Regions from separate parts of the Mus musculus genome. Here region 2 is linked to region 1. The links are chromatin contacts, called in public HiChIP or PLAC-seq maps. All regions are on one chromosome and are shown on one strand. Each heading gives the region's core, a stretch centred on a gene start, on an enhancer-like site or on the middle of the called end of the contact. The rest is flanking DNA. Distances are from core to core; before and after follow the strand shown.

Region 1 (5,830 bases), core at 1,756-4,255:
GGAACATCTGCAGAGAAAGCCATTTCAACAACAAAAGATTTCTACAGGCTTACTATGCAAGCTGTAAGGTAGAAGAGTGAATGAGTGTGAACACACACGATCTCACAACAAAAGCTAAAATATTTATTAAAAGGTAACCATAAAATGTTCAAACGCCATCGAATGCAGGTCCAGTGCATTTGAGACTTCAGGTAGAATCAGGATGGACCTTCGGCAAAGCTAAACCAGGACTAAGTCTTTCTGTACTGCAGGATACCCATCAGAAATGATGTGAAACAATGAATTCCCAACAACAAGGCAAGTTCAAAACAGCTGCTGGATCAAGAGGACTGACTGTAGGACTGTTCTTCAAGTCACTGCACAAATTTAAAATCACAGAGTTTCTTTCTTTCTTTTTTCTTTTCTTTTTTTTTTTACTTCTACAAATACAGAACTGAAAAACAATAAACTACATTTAAAAAAACAGTAGAATCACATGTAAACTTAGAATCATTATACTGAAAACATTTTTCACATGGTATAAAAATCAACATTCTCAGTTAATTTCTAACCTTCACTTAAAGGACTTTTCTAAGGCATACACCTAATTCCACATAATATTCGTTAGTTTATTATTTTCTCATTATGGTATATTGAGCTGACTCCACTTCCTGCAACACACACACACACACAAATGTGCACACATGTGCACTAATACATTAACTATACAAATATAACTATTCAGTGTGGTATATACATACTGCAATCACTAAGCAAATGAAAGTAAACACCTCTTCCCTGGTTTGCATTTCACTCAAATTTGCATTTGGAGTCTTTGAGCTTTTCTCATCCAGGTATTCATAATATACAGTAAGTTATTACAAACAATAAGCTTCTCACTGTGCTACTAAACACCAGGACTTGTTCCCTCTCCACAACTGTGTAGAGAAATACTTACCAACCCCTTAGTGGACCCCTCCCACACACTAATCACTACCAAACACTCTTGTTGCCTTTTATTTTAGCTTCCATATATGAACAAGTGGGATCCATGACTGTCTGTGTCTGGCTTATTATAGTTATAGTACATACTGCTACAAATGACAAGGTTCCTTAAGGTTGACTAATACAGTATTGTTTATCTATATACACATTATCCTTATTCATTGACTGAGAGTGATGTGTTTATAAAAAGATAAAGAGGTGGGGGGATATGTTCTATGGGGCTGTGGTGAGGTGAGGGGGAGGGGTGCCTCAGCGGGACCATGCCAAGACATCCTTTCCCCCTGAGGGACCAGCCAAAAGATGGTATAGTAAGTATAGTATAGAGCTTATTCAGGGCATAGGGAGAGGAGTTAAAAGGGTAGTAGAGGCAGAGAGAGGTAGAGAGAGGGAGAGAGTAGAGAAGTAGAAGCTGGCCAGGATCACATGGAGAGAGGGGGAAGGGAATGGGGAAAGGAGGCAGGAAGGGAAGAGCCCACGAGGGCAAGAGAGGATCAAGAGGGAAGAAAGAGTAAGAAAGCAAGAGAAAGAGGAGGGGGACAAGCAGTCCCTTTTATAGTGGGCCAGGCCTACCTGACTGATGCCAGGTAATTTGTAGGGAGGAGCACACCTGGCTGTTGCCAGGTAACTGTGGGGTGGAGTTTAGACAGAACGCTAACCGCAGCCTTCCCCCTGAGGGACCAGCCATATGGCGGGTAGTATAGAATAGAGTTTATTAAGATCATGGAGAGGGGAGTTAAGAGGGTAGTAGAGGCAGAGAGAGGCAGAGAGAGAGGGAGGGAGGGAGGGAAGGAGGGAGAGAGAGAGAGAGAGAGAGAGAGAGAGAGAGAGAGAGAGAGAGAGAGAGGAGAAATAAAGGAGTAGAGGCCGGCCATGAGCAGGTAGACAGAGGGGGTAAGGGAATGGGGAAAGGCAGGAACAGGAAGGGAAGAGCAAGGACAAGGGAGGAGCAAGAGAGCAAGGAGTGGGCAAGCAACTCCTTTTATAGTGAGTCAGGCACACGGGGGCTTAGACAGAATTCTAACAGAGGATCTAGTTAGATGTCATTTATTATTTATCAGGACTGGTGACAGAATAAAGGCAGGAGAGCAGCTTTCTTATTGCTATGCTGGCGCCATTTCCCCTGGATCTTTATTTATAAGTTTGATAACTACATCAAATTAGGCAGATCTATTTTTAACTTTTGAAGAGCCTCCAAACTGTTCCCCAGGCCTGGACTAATTTACACTAGTTAATCTCCTCCCTAGCCTTTGTTGCTAATAGCCATTCTAACTGGGGAGGGGCTAATGCATATTTCGTTAGTAGCTAGAAACAGCAGACTCTTCTTACCTATGTTTGTTAGCCATTTGTAGTTTTCTGAAGACATGTCAGTTCAGAACAATCCTCTATTTTACTTGGTTTTTAATTGTGGTTGTTAAGGTCTTTTATTTTCCCCAACCAAAAATTTTTTTTGGATCTTACTGGCTTTCTTTTCAATAAATAAATAAATAAATAAATAAATAAGGTCTTTTATTTTCCCCAACCAAATTTTTTTTGGATCTTACTGGCTTTCTTTTCAATAAATAAATAAATAAATAAAAAAATATGTGAAAACCACCCAGTTACTTATGCCAGATGATTTAGGATTTAAGTGAACAAACTATTGTCCATAAGAAATAGGTGTTACATTTAAAATAAGCCTAGATCTCAATCAGAATCAAAATAGGATGCCTTTATTTTAATAAAAAAAGCAATAAGCTAATGCATGTTAAGTTAGCCTGCCAAGCTCTAGTGTATAAAGGTAGATAACAAAGGCAGTTTACTGCTCAGAACAATAGCACTAGTCTGGAAGAGTATTTGCATTTGAACTCAACGCCCCAGTTCCCATAGAGTTGTTAAGGAGAGTAGCCTGTGGGTGCCCACCCCCAGCTTTGGTGGACACCATCTCTATTTTCCAGCGCTATCAGCGGCTCTGACTGCCTTCCCGAGGGCAACAATGTATCTTCCAAATCTGCACGCGCTCTCTCTCTCTCTAAGCTCCTTGAAAAGATAAGGAACAAAGCACACTCTGTGCGATGGGTGTACCACATACAGAACTGCAGGAGCTCTGCAGAGGATTGTGGGCCTAAAATAAAGCAGCAATTTCTAGGAGAGCTTGGCGGAAGAGTGAGAAGCCCTCCTGGTGACTTCCCAGCGCTGACAGAAAAGAACCTCTTCACCCTCAGGCTGATTAAAAAAAAAAAATGTGTGTAAGCTCTTCTTGTTACTAAAATGCCTCCTCTAAGTCCTCCATTTTTTCTTTCCCAATCCCTCAGTTTCCCAGAACACATTGTAGTTAAGGTCTGGCCATCCTGAGTCCAGATTTGAAATTCAATTGTCTACAAAACAATTTATATAGTAGCAATCAGATTCCCAGGCTATTCCTCTTGGTGCCTCCAAACTCAGTCTCCCTGAAGGCCCTCTTACCCCATAATGTATCTGATTTAGAGAACATTCCATTTCAACTGCATTGCGAATTAAATAACTTTGGCGGGCTAGATGGAGACCATACCACCATTTATGAGGTCTCTGGGGTGAGGAAAATGTGGTTTTATTAATGAATGCATTTAACAAATGTCTTTCTGGACCATGCCTTTTATTAGATTACATTTTTTTTTAATTTAGTAATCCAGTTTCTAGAATGTTATTGGAGGAAGTTTACTTTTGCAACTGTCTGTGAAACATGCCATTATTTTCTATGGCTGCAAAGACAGTATCCGGAGCCAAAAGCCTGGGGAAAAAATAAGCCCAATTTCTAGTGGGGGATTAACATTAAGGGCGAATGTGCCAACATGCTCTGTCCACTTATCATGTATCATCTCCCAAGAGAAGTATGATGTCCAAGAAACAGATTGTCAAAGTAAAAAATAAATAAAAATTTTTAAAAATTAATGACATTTCACAAAACTCCTGCAAAAATAGCAGTGTGTGATGTGCCAGGAAGCCCAGGGAACAATCTCTCGTTGGAAGAGCTGTACCCTTGGGAAGCTTTGCTGAGTATTCTTAGTTTCGTTTCATATTCTGCTCTGTTCCAGGGCCCTTGCTATGCAATAAGATATTTCCATTTGTCATCAAAATGTTCTCTGGGATCTTTTGCTTTCCAGTTTGCTTTTGCTTAATTCCACCCTATTACACACAGCTAAAAAAGAAATTGACTATGTATTTTCATATCTGCATTCCCATTTAGAACATATTGAGCATCTTTATATGTCTTCTGATGACTTATTCTTTGGGGATTTATGCTTTCTTCTGATTGAAGATTATCCAGTTACTTATATTTTCCCATATGGAGAGACAGAAGCAAACTAGCAGAGCTTCGTGTGATCTTTCGGGTTGTGGGAGGGGCCACTGCCATTTCTGTATTCTAACAGATTGCTAACATTTTTTTGCTTATGAAAGTGACAACTTTTTGTACCGTTGCCACCTCTGGCTGTCCTTCATACTTTCTCTGTCTTTAGGATTTTATTATCTCGTGATCTTGGGAAAGGAAATTTCTTGGTTCTGATAGTGATTTCCCCCATCGCTTAATCTTTTTAAACTGTTTCTAATATTCCCACAGTGTGCTTTTAAATTATGAAATTGTGTTATCTTATAGTGCCAAGTTACCGAAGTTCTTGAAGATACTCTTGAATATTACAGAAAAGCTTGTATGAAATGGCTCCTCGTGCTGCACAAATCTAAATAAAAAGTATCTCAGTATAGCTCCCTCTGAAGTTTCTACTTTTACCGATATTATTGTTGTTTAAAAACAATTTTTAGAACACATGGATTAGCACCTAGAACCTACTGCTTTAGTTTAAAGAAACTCTTAGTAAATCCTCATCCTTCCAACTTAGAACTTAATTTACAAGTAGAGAAAACAGTTATGTAAGGTCTAGTGAGCAGTTTGATGACTTGACTGGAAGACTACCTAAGAGAAGGATAACCTGTGACATTTATTTATTTATTATATGGCAAAATTAGTCTGAAAACAACTTTAACAACAACTTGCAGAAAGCTCTGAGCTTTCACAGAGGCATTTTGTTGGTGCACCTGCTGTGTCTCCTTTACTGGTCCCAATTTTTGACAGAGGTGGAGATATATGAAACAAGTTCTGGTCTGCTATTGTTGTGCACGTACCTCAAAGGTCGTTGTATTTCATAGGAAATGAGAAGTCCTAGGGAAGCTACAAACAGATGTCATACATGACATGTTTTGAACTCATCATCTTGGATGCTAGATTCAGAAAGGACTGAAAATACAAAAGTGTAAGGTAGGCAGATATCAGAAGTCTGGTTAGAAATTTATCAAGAACACAGGTAAGAAGTGATTGTGGGTGGAACAAAGATAGAAAGTGGAAGTGTTGAAAAGTGAACAGACCCCTGTCTCAAAAAACAAAAAAAAAAAAAACAAAAAAAAAAACAACAACAAAAAAGTGAACAGAAAATGGAATCTGAATATTTTTTTGATGTCACAGACACAGGAACTTGATCAAAATCCAAGACTGGATCCCAGCAAAAGACAATTTTGCCTCACTGGGTTATTGGAATATACCTGGAGACATTTTGGGTAGCCATAGAAATATTCTATAGGTGTAGTGGATAGTAGCAAGGCCTGCTGCCTAACATCATACATTGCACAGGGCAATCTCTATAAATTATATGTCGTTCTGAGGTTGAAAATCTACATTCATGATGCCCCATGAACATCATCCTGTGAGTTTTCTCCTATAACTTGTAAAAGAAACCACTAGGAGAAATGTGACACTAAGCTGAAACTATTCAGATGACTACAGGAAGGGGAAAATCTAGCAAAACACATCTTGCTAGTAGACACAAGGTCTAAGTTAAGT
Region 2 (5,830 bases), core at 2,474-4,973, 750 kb before region 1:
ATTTTGCATTTTGATGCTAGTATCATGAATCATGCATTCATGCAGTTTACCTCTGTAGAGTGTAAATTTTTCCTAAAATTACAGTACATATGCTAAGGCAAGTTCTGTCCTCCAGAGGGCAGTGCAGTACAAACTCAGAGGAATAGAATGCACAAAAATCCTGCATTCCTGTTTCATTTCATGATATAAGACAACACAGGAAAATGCCCATAGTCTGCCAAAATGCTAGAACTCTTGGCTGCAAGACGGTATTACTAACCATTCAATTATTTCTTCCACATATCACTTGAGTCAATTTTCCTAACTAGAGTTATTTTAAAACATAAATACTAAAATGGTCTTTGGTGAGGTGCAGCAGCACTGGATTGTAATGATACATACAGGTGACAAAGGGAATTCAGCCACTGCAAAAATTTGCTTCAATTCAGATGAACTTAAAAAAAAAAAGTCTTCTAAGTCCTGTCACACAGTGGGAGGCTAGGTGATTTTATATTTTTCCCTGCATATCTTCAAAGCTCTTTGCAAACCTGCATTTTCTCTACTTACAGCAAATTATCAAAGGAAATGTACTGATAATTTCTGAAAAAAATTCTGTAAAACTTTTGTACTTTATTACTGGTCAAAAACACACCAAGGTCAACAGACATTTGCAACACAGTCTGGACTGTCACGGTCAGGACATGCACCAGCCTATCATGTGAGTCTAAGGTACCAAATAAAATACTTCCTGGACCAGTTCCATACTTGATCTCTATAATCTTTGCAGCAGCTCTGTGATTGACAGTATAACTTCCTTATTTTATAGGCGGGTGTTAGAGTCAAAAAAGGATCAACATTTGCAATGCCTCGGACCTGTTTTGTAAAAACAACAAGAAGGAAATTCAGGTCTTTATAATGCCAAGATTTTAGCAATGAGATTATATCATCTACCAGTTCTAGAGTGAGTTTGTACTATGATATGATCAATATTATGCTGTAGCTAGTTGTGGTGAGTCCAATTGTAAAAGCTAATGAAGACAGAATAGTACTGAGATTGTTGACACACATGTACTATACAAGCTCATATTTTCAGACCTATAGCTGCGGCTCACAAGACAATCACAGATCACCGCATCTTGGCAACCCTTAGAAAGGCTGTCTCAAGAGCAACAAATCAGACCAACTGGTTCAGACACTGCGAGGAAAGGCTGCTTTACAATGCGTTCCTAAATAAGCACTAGGCAACTCTTACATACACAAAATTTAAAAACAAAATCAAAGCAAGCAAGCAAACAAGCAGAAAGCATTATTACATGCAAAGATGTTAGGAGTCAGTGGGAATAGATCTTAAAATGGTGAATCCCCTATGTTTATTTAGGGGGTCTTCTGCAGATTTGTACATGTGTGACCTAGTTATCGTTGGTTATTACGGAGGGCAGCTGTTAAATGTGTGGATAACATAAAGATAACAGAAAGATGACAGTTCTTTCCATTCACCATGTGGGTCCCAGGGACCAAGCATAGGTTATGAAGCTTCGTGGAAGGTGCCTTTACCTAATAAACCATATCACTCTCTCTTTTCTTTAGTTTTTAAGACAGTCTCTCACTGGCTTTGAATGTGGGAGGCAACTGAGCCTCCCAAATTCTATCTATATTGTCTACTCAGTGCTGGGAATATAAGCGAATACCACAAAGAATGCTTTTTCCCACTTTTAATTTAACATGAGTTTTGGCCATCAAAATCTATCACCCTTGTGCTACAATGCCAGCACTCTACTAACTGAGACATCTCCCCGGCCCCAAGCAAGTCTTAATAGCTTTGTACTTCAGTTTGTCCATTTGTAAAATGGACATGTTGGTAATCCACTCATAGGTTTATTGTAAATGTTGTCTGAAGTGGATAATCCAAACAAATATCTAGTTTCCTACGCATAGGACCATTCCATAAATGTTAATGATTCTGTATTATAAAAAGTAAAACTCCTAATATTGTCATTCCTTCTCCTCGTAGAAGTTATCATGCAGCAGTTGAGGTAACAAAGTCATGTTTGAAGTAAAGGATGTGGTAGTGGTTGAGAAACATTATGAGTGTGACACTTGTTAAAACACTAGTGGTGTCTCAATCCATTTTTTTTTCTCTAGAACTATGCAAGTCTTATAAATGAAACAGAGGTTATACTTGGAAGACTAATCTCTTCTTACAGTGAATATATTTTGAAAAGCCTTCACAGTACTCCATTTTCACAGTTAACTCCTCAGTGAGCTTCAAAGGCTCTGAGTTGTTTCGATTTCAGAGGCTTAATTTATGGAGCAGAACTTGAACATCTTCCAGAGAGCCACAGTGAGGAAGACCTGCTGAAGGAGGTGTGGAGTAGAACAAAATTGCCTGTAGCAGACACTTCAAATAATGGAGAAGATAGAAAAGGCAAACATTAAATAGCACAAAAAGAACATCACTAATCAAACTCAGTATCCAGACCCTTAAACACACACAACTGAGTTACTTTGAGAGATGTATATCATTAAATAAAGGGTATGAAGGGAATACAGCTCACTGAAAAGCCTGCGCACAGCATGCATGAACCTCTGGGTACCAGAGCTAGCACCATAATCATTCAGTCAACTATCCACTGATAAATACAGAAGGCATCTTGCAAAAAATATCATTCATTGAAGAGAAGAAAAAAATTTTGTCATGTGTTGTATAATATGTTTGAAAATCTAAGACCCTCTTACTGGAATAAGATAGTAATAAAAGAATAAATTACATAGCCTCATTTCTAATATATATTTGAGAGTCAAACACATGGAACCAAATCATACCAGAGAGAAAGAAGAAATGGGGAATTACTGATGAGTAATTCAATTATGCACGTTGATATGTTATAAAAATATATTCTACTACTTTCAACCTAGAAATCTATTGTACAAGATAGTACCCAGTGTTTAAATTATTGTATTGTGGGCTTTAATTTTTTTAAAAAATGGAGGCTCATTACACTATTTTTTAAAAGACATTTTAAGAGTCATATGAGAGCTGGGTATGGTGGCACATGCCTTTAATCCCAGCACTCGGGAGGCAGAGACAGATAGATTTCTGAGTCGAGGCCAGCCTGGTCTTCAAAGTGAGTTTCAGGACAGCCAGGGCTATACAGGCTATAACCCTGTCTGGAAAAACAAAACAAAACAAAACAAACAAAACAAAACAAAACAAAACGAGTCATATGAGGCAAATGCAGTTGCTATCTTGCTGTATCTTGCTGAAAGTTTTCAAATCAAACTATAAGAAGATGAATTTGATAACAAGAAAATTTAGAAAAAAAGTATTACATAATAAATTTTATTACTTCATTTGATTTGTGATAATGGTATTATTAGATATTTTTTATGTTTTAAAAACTATTACTTTTTATTTTATAATATGTGCTTATATACATAATGTTCATGCAGAAGCTCACTGAGGCAGGAAGAGGGTGTGGTACCCACTAGGACTGGAGTTATAGCTGTTAGCTACCATGTGCATTCTAGGAACCAAACCAAACTTGAAAGAAAAACAAACTTATTAAATGCTGTGTTGATTTCTGTGGACCAAGTTGTCATCGCACAGATGTCACTGCAACCTGGTGCCATATTGATGTCTGAGGGATGCACAAAGCTAGGAAAACTCCTTGCCCTGACTGCACAGTAGAGCTGCCTGTGATGGACGGTATTCCTCCAGGGAGCCTGCCCCAAGGGCATGGGTATTAGACAGCTGGTCCTGTCCCTCTGCCTGAGCAGCACAGTAGTGCTAACCCTGGTGGCTGGGTTCAAGAGAGCTAGCCCCAACCATGTCCTGATTGGTGCAAGAGAACTGGCCTTGCTCTTCACCAGTTGCAGCATTTGGGAGATCAGGCCCCTCACTTCACCTGGGCATCTCTAAGATAAGAGTTGATCCTGGTGGTATGGGCACAGACAGACAGGCCCTAGGGCATGAGAACTGGGGAGCTGACCCTGGTGGAATTGATGTGGAAGAAATGACCCAGATGATACAGGTAGAGAACAACTGATGGACTGACCAACTCAACTACCACCCAGGCCCAGATCCAGGACTTTAAGTTTGTCCACCCCAACATCTATCTCATCTCTGAACTGCTGGAATACATGAAGGGGCTGGATATATAGAACCAAAACCTAAGGATCTCTATGACATGAGACAACAACAGGATATTCAAGAGAAGTCCTGGTAAGGATCCAGTATTGATAGTATTGATAGAAGCCAGAGGTCTCGAACCAGGTCAATAACTCATTACAATGAACATTGACAGGCAAAGTTGTTTGGGCAAAAATGTATACTGTGACACAGTGTAACACACTGCAGCTTCCAAGGTCAGACATGTTTTTGTAACCTTCCCCCAGCCTGAAGCAGGCTGAGCCACACCTTGACTTTGCTGCCACTAAGGAGATTACCTAGGGTGGAGCTTTCCTCCCTAGATCACTCTATTGTTCAGCCACTGTTGCTGTTCCTCTTCAAGATACTGCTACCTGCTGGGAGTCCTGGGAGCTATTCCTGAGACTACACCCTATCCTGCACATTGTCACCTGCAGCTGGGCTCCAAAATGAATTGGTGGGAATGAGACTCCCCCACTCCTTTATAAGCGCATTTGCCATTAAACTTTTAAGCCTTGGTCAGGAATAAATGGAACTTAGCTCCATTTTTCTCTTGACTGCCTAGTTCCCCTCTCTTTTCAGCCCCGGTTTGCCTCTCAGGTGAAACCCAGTTCATGTGAGCCGCAGGTCCGTTTCCAACATGTTTTGTTTTGTTTCAATTTTTGTTTTTATTTTCTTTTGCAGGTGAAGATGTAAGGGCAGAAGTCAGATATGGATAAATAGGGAAATCAGTTTAACTAGGGTGTATGATGAGAAAGTCACAAAGAATCGATATTTATTTTAAAACAGAAGTATAAGAACACATACTTTTAGTTCATGAAGGAAGGCTAAAAAAATGTCCCATGGTTTCAGAAGATTTATGCCATTCGCATAAGTACATTTGAATAAAAATATGGTAGCCAATAATCACATATGAGAATGTCAACTTAACCACATTAAAATTACAGCAAATAAAAAGACCAGTTGCTCAAAATTCTTAGCTATATTTTAAGTTATTTGTTCTTAGCACCTACTATGATAGGATTGGATAGGGAAAGACATGTCCATCACTATAGAAAGAGTAGTTGAATAACACCAATTTCAGTGCCCAGATCTACTCCAATCCCTGCAGACAATAATTGATACACACACAGGAAATTAACTATAGGTGTATGTCTTGTTTCTGGGTGCTTATTCTTATTCAGAAGATGAATAAGAAGGCTGTACTCTGAATGTCTAGTGAGCCAGAGTGAAACTAAAACTTCTGTACAATATTCCAACTAAGAGCAGGGCAGGGTATATACTGTTCTGTTCATATTACACATAATGTGTGTCAAAAGTCCTTCCTTCCTGTCACCTCTGCTCTCGGAAAAAAATTCTTTCTTTCTTTCTTTCTTTCTTTCTTTCTTTCTTTCTTTCTTTCTTTCTTTCTTACTTCCCTTTCTTTCTTTCTTTCTTTCTTTCTTTCTTTTAATGAAATCAAATATGTCTTAGGTAACAAATTCATTTATGTTTCAAGATTATAATCTATTATGTACTATATTTATGAGAATGTCTTGAATACCTACTTTTTAAAAATATTATCCCTGAAGCATGAAGCAGAGCAAGCTATCTGTGATCTGATAATCAGCCCAGCTGGTTCCATCCATAAACTTTGAGAAAAAGGGCTTTAAAGGCTTTAAATCATTTTAAGACAAAACTGAACTAAAATAAGTTTATTGATAA

What was found. HiChIP or PLAC-seq counts read pairs in DNA pulled down with a chosen protein or histone mark.
Region 2: a contact with region 1 is called in an H3K27ac HiChIP or PLAC-seq map of embryonic stem cells, with 4 times the contacts expected there. The contact joins two enhancer-like sites. A contact is called at or near these places in 2 of 15 datasets of contacts at CTCF or cohesin (the NIH/3T3 cell line and pro-B cells), 26 of 484 Hi-C or Micro-C datasets (the 3T3-L1 cell line, 3T3-L1-derived adipocytes, the AtT-20 cell line and 14 more) and 3 of 115 datasets of contacts at active chromatin or transcription factors (embryonic stem cells and fibro-adipogenic progenitors).

The regions. Positions count from the first base shown.
Region 1 is chr6:13,745,261-13,751,090 of GRCm38.p6, reverse strand. No RefSeq gene overlaps it. Among named protein-coding and RNA genes, the nearest start is that of Bmt2, 70 kb to the right of the region's middle. Within about 2 kb of position 3,005, at least 27 of the 459 cell types and tissues checked have an H3K27ac peak or open chromatin away from gene starts, as enhancers often do. A contact at or near this core is called in embryonic stem cells, where this site is marked.
Region 2 is chr6:14,498,709-14,504,538 of GRCm38.p6, reverse strand. No RefSeq gene overlaps it. Among named protein-coding and RNA genes, the nearest start is that of Gm23013, 44 kb to the right of the region's middle. Within about 2 kb of position 3,723, at least 8 of the 459 cell types and tissues checked have an H3K27ac peak or open chromatin away from gene starts, as enhancers often do. A contact at or near this core is called in embryonic stem cells, where this site is marked.